2 separate regions of the Urocitellus parryii genome follow, and region 2 is linked to region 1. A link is a contact called in public Hi-C data. All regions are on one chromosome and are shown on one strand. Each heading gives the region's core, a stretch centred on a gene start, on an enhancer-like site or on the middle of the called end of the contact. The rest is flanking DNA. Distances are from core to core; before and after follow the strand shown. Region 1 holds the start of Ankrd46 (ankyrin repeat domain 46). Region 2 holds the start of Polr2k (RNA polymerase II, I and III subunit K).

Region 1 (2,551 bases), core at 15-2,514:
TCACTAAACTCCTTTTAAATAAAAAGTAGTTGGTTCAGGACTCTTGCTTATAGTCACACATATTAAGTCTGAGAGAAATCAGTTTGAGCTACAAATCAAATTAGTAAATAAAAAATTACAGGGAATTACCATGTTTGGACCAATAACAGAAGCAGACAATAGAATAAGGGAGATGAAGCTCAAATTCTGCTCATCCTTTGCCAGTTGCCTGACCTCCCACAAGTTAATTTTGACTGTGCTTCAGCTTCCTTATCTGCAAGTTGGAAAAGGTATCTTATAACATTGTGCAAGTATTCAATAAAATCAGTAGTATTTAAAACACTTGGCACAACAGTGACACAAAATAAGCACTGAAGATAGCTACTATTGTAATATAAAGAAAATCATCCCCACACCACTGATAAAACAGCTCTTTAAACCAAGAATCTCCTAGGCAACTACTGTTCCCTGAAGAATGAAAAGTGTTACAATTCAGTGGCACACGTTTACCTTATGTTTGGCAGCCAATTCTGAACACAGTGGAACGTTCTAAAGAATAAATGCCTTTTTCTCAAGGCAGCTGGACAATCTGGAGAGAAAATGATCTGCTTCTTAGCACTGCATATTAATTCGGAGTGGAGGTCTGTGATCACCTGAGGCCTATGTGGAAAGTGTGCAAATCCTGTCTTATCACGGGCACTCCAGGGCCACATGCCATTCTGGACAGTGCACTCACATCTCCACAGCTTCCATTTACCGACTCCTCATTACTTTCCGTGCTGATGAAAGCACTGTGGGTGTCCTAGACCCGGGCAGGCTTCCGCACAGACTCCCGCTGAACCCCGCGGAGCGCGTCCCCACCGCCCCAGGTCTCCCCATCGCGGCCGCGGGTGCACAGGACACCCTCCCCGGACAAGCACAACCATGGTCCGCAAAAGCAAGCATGAACCCTCGTGGACCTTTCCCCGGCCTTAACCGACAGCACAGCCCGCGAGGAAGCCCCCTCGGACCCGCGACGGCCCCCTCGGCCTGGCTCCCCGCGGCCACCGGGCAAGGTTCGGGGAGCCCAGCGCCTTCGCTTCTCATGGCCCACGACCAGGTCTCAGGCCCGGCTCTGCGGGCCTGATTCAGGGCTGGCATGGGGATATCAGGGATTCCCGCCCAGGTACAGCCTCGGGCCCCTGGCCCAGTTACCTGTGAGACAAGCAGCGGCGACAGCGACAGCAGCACCTCCCAGCTGGCAGCAGAGGAGTTCGTCTACTGAGACAGACAGAGTGCTCGCCGGGCCAGAGCGGCCTAGCTGCACTGCTGCCGGCGCGCCCCCTGCAGGTGGGAGGTCTGCGCAGCGGCTCTGCCTGCTCCGAAATAAGGGAAGATCATCAACAGAGAAGATCAACAGAAGAAGATCAACAGAGGTTTATCCAGTTGGAGCCTGGGAGCATTTTCCACTTTTTACCTCCTTTTCTAAGTATATGTTCTACCCCCTTGATTAAATGTAGGTTTCAAAGGCAAGGGCCGTTTTATTAGGTGTTATAAGCATCAATAAATAGTTGCTGGCTACTAGGCAAATCTTGCACAGAACCCAAATAGCAATAGCCAACTAATGGCTAATAGTTCTTATTCTAAAATAGAACCCAGATTTATTTTTCAAAAACAGATTGAATGTTCACACCTCACTTTATAGTAGTCCTTGACTTTTTGCAACATGTCTACAGCCAAAACTAAAAGTGTGGTGGGAAGTTCATGACCCAAACATTCTTTCATGCAAAACTTTCTTCTTCTTTTTAGTTGACTAACTTGGTCCTACATCCAAAGACTTCCCCTCCACAGTAACGGTGCCTCATCTGAATTCCAGCACCACTCACTCAACCAAGCCACCCTCTAAGATGTCTCAGGTCCATCCATTCAAGGACCATCTAGTCAGTCTGATAGTTCTTGGCACAGTCATGTAAATGTTCAGGATTTCTATCAAATTTGAGGAGATCATGATCAAATTTTTTCATATAAAAATTATAAGATCTCTAATCGAGGAGAGGAGGGAAAATAATGGGAGGGATGAAGGAAAGGAAAAGGTGGGATGGGATTAAAATCAAATTCCTTGCATGTAGTATTTTGTCAGAATGAACCCAAATGCTATGCATAATTGTAATGCTCTAATAAAATTTTTAAAAAGAATTATAAGATATCAGGGCCATTATAAGACCTCACATTTTCTTGTGTGGTGCCTAGTCATAAATATTACTCTTTGAATTAATGACACATTAATCAATTTGCCATTGATGTCCTCCTGGTGGTCATGTATTGAGTTTATATCTTCACTGATGTTAATAAATTGTGTCAAATCAGCAAGTAATTTAAGCCTTTCTACAATATATTCATACAATTACCTCATCTTCATTAACTGGTATGTCAAATAATCTAAGAGGTTATTCATTACTTTATTACAAATTTATCTCTTCCTCTTCATGAATTACTGCTTTGATTCGATTTTTTTTAAATTTAGGGACTCTGAAGATAGCTTTTCCCCTCTAATGAGATTAAAGAAATGAACTGCCAGCAACACATATACTGT
Region 2 (2,551 bases), core at 32-2,531, 330 kb before region 1:
CGGGCTGAGGCTGAGGCAGGAGGATAGGGAGGTCAAAGCCAGTCTCGGCAATGGCGAGGCACTAAGCAACTCAGTGAGACCCTGTCTCTAAATAAAATACAAAAAAAAAAAAAAAAAAGGGCTGGGGATGTGGCTCAGTGGTCGAGTGCCCCTGAGTTCAATCTCCAGTACAAAATATATATATATATATTCTCAATTCGAATAACTTCATTTTCTTTGCCCTACTAACAAGTATAAACAGAATTTTCAGTGAGAACTTTTATTTTTGAAAGAATGCACCTCCACTTTAACAATTTTGTTATTCTGTGGACGAATACACGGGAGGGAGAAAGGGAAATTAACGTGATTAATCTCTTAGATTAGAGCAACGGCTGAGAGAAATAGCTGCCCTCACTGGGTCTTTGCTTTAAAAAAGGGGGCCTAGGACAAAGCCCAAACCAAAAAAGGAAACCAGGCGAAGGACGGGAAGCTGCTGCTGCAGCACTGCCCGAGCACAGGTCTCAAACATCTGAAAAACATAACTGAAAAGTATTAGGTCGGTGATGGCGACTTGGTGGCAACTTAGAACAAAGCAGCCCACTCCGGAATGCCTGCGGAAATGCCTGTCAATCAGCCAGATCTCCTGACTAACGCCTGTCAATCAGCAGGACCCCCTGGCCAATCCTGGAGTTCAGCCAACTCCCCTGACCAACTCCAAGGGGGCAAGGGACCCTAAAAACACCTTTTCCTGTCCCAAGCCCTTCCCTTCCTGCTGTAAGCCCCTTAAAAGTCCAGTCCGGTCCAGCTTCCACGCATTTTCTCCTCAGATCCTTCTCCTGTCCCCTCTGTGGGTCTGATCGAGTTCCGACTGGGAGTGACATCTCAATAAAGCCTGTTCAGCAGCCCTTTTAAATCTGCCTCCTTGGGTCGCTGCCTGCTCCGCCTGATCTGACAGAAAGTGCTTTTATATGTGAAAAATACTGGTAGTTCTTTCCACGTAAACTAGAATAACGGCTAGGTTGGGTTCCACCCGCATTTGTCATTTTCTCTTCTATCCCTCTGCCCTTCTAGAAGTTTTACTTCCCTACCAACTTCCTTAGTCGGAAACACAAACCTCTTCGACTTGTAAAACCATTAAAATGCTTTGTTTCTCTCAAAGACGAAAATAGCTATAAGCGAAACAGACATCTCAATCAATCTAAGGTAAAATCGCATATGCTTTACCGCCTTTGCGCAATGCGTGTTCCCAGGCCTCTATGAGGCGGAAGAGGCGGAGACACCTCTTGCGTCATTGGCCGGCGCCGGAAATTGGCTGCGACGCCGCGACGTTTGGTGTTCTGTTTGGAGACGCTGGGAAAAGTCTGCGTGGTGTGTTAAGTATGTTTCTTGGGGTTTAGGGGATAGGTATTTGGCCCAAAAGTTTTTGGTGTCTATATGCTAAAAAGATCTCGGGTGGGAGCAGTTTTGGGCGGGGTGCAGAATAAAGTCGATGCTGCCGTCATTTCTCTCTAGTTTCTTTTAGCTAGCTGTTGGGAGTTATTATTTTCCCCCTTCGGTTAGACTGTTTCTCTGCGCAAATTAATTTTCTAAACGGCAACTTTTTCATCTCTAAAACAAGAGTGATACATACTAGGATTATTGTGAGAATTATAATGAAATAACATGCATAAAGTGTTTATTAACGTGTGAGTTTTGGGTGAGGTTCAATACTTTGTTTCATCCTTTAGACCTAATCTGTAGTATTTAGGAAAGAAGCACAGATTAGGAATTGACATCATCTTTTTAGCTTCAGGGGAAAATGGGGATTGGTTGGTTTTTTGAGAAGCTCCTTTGAGATATTTAATATTTGAGTTTGTGATTTCAGGTAGGAATGGACACTCAGAAGGACGTTCAACCCCCAAAGCAGCAGCCAATGATCTATATCTGTGGAGGTAAGAGTAGCGGTTAGGTAAAGTAAGAGTATTTTCCTTATTTTTTTCCTTGAAATTATTGCATTTATTATTTCCTTAAATGGATTACTGGTCTTTAAAGTTATAAAGTAGAACACTTTTTAGCAATCCTATTATCTTGGTGGGGGATGGGAGAAAAAGAAGGAGAAAAAAAAAAACCAAACCTCCTGTTAAGACTTCATGTTCTCACCTGGAAAAAGTGCATTGCCTACAACTCTTCTTACCTACTTACTATATTTAGTAATAGCAGCCTACTCTTCAGTTTCAGTATATCTTAGTGCTTTGGGTTGCCTTGGATAAAAAATAGAGTTAAAATCATTTTCTTGTTTGTAATGTTTTCCTTTTGGGCATTGATTAAGTGTGTTTTCTTTTCTAGAATGTCACACAGAAAATGAAATAAAATCCAGGGATCCAATCAGATGCAGAGAATGTGGATACAGAATAATGTACAAGAAAAGAACTAAAAGATGTATCCTTTTAACTATGGTTTATAAATATGAGGAGGAAATTAGTAATGTTGGGGTTGGTACATACTAAGTTTTGTTAACATAGTAATAACTTTTGGATTACTTTGAAAACAAACACAAGTAATATTTTTTTTATACCATTGTATAGATTCATAG

What was found. A called contact is a pair of places that touch in the nucleus more often than the background predicts.
Region 2: a contact with region 1 is called in a Hi-C map of muscle, with 4 times the contacts expected there. The contact joins the promoter of Polr2k here to the promoter of Ankrd46 in region 1. A contact is called at or near these places in 2 of 2 Hi-C or Micro-C datasets (liver and muscle).

The regions. Positions count from the first base shown.
Region 1 is chr7:36,084,360-36,086,910 of mUroPar1.hap1, reverse strand. Ankrd46 (ankyrin repeat domain 46) reads right to left here and starts at 1,264. Exons shown (of 5, transcript XM_026383717.2): 1 at 1,174-1,264.
Region 2 is chr7:36,415,646-36,418,196 of mUroPar1.hap1, reverse strand. Polr2k (RNA polymerase II, I and III subunit K) reads left to right here and starts at 1,281. Exons shown (of 4, transcript XM_026383949.2): 1 at 1,281-1,356; 2 at 1,844-1,910; 3 at 2,305-2,397. The coding sequence starts at 1,850.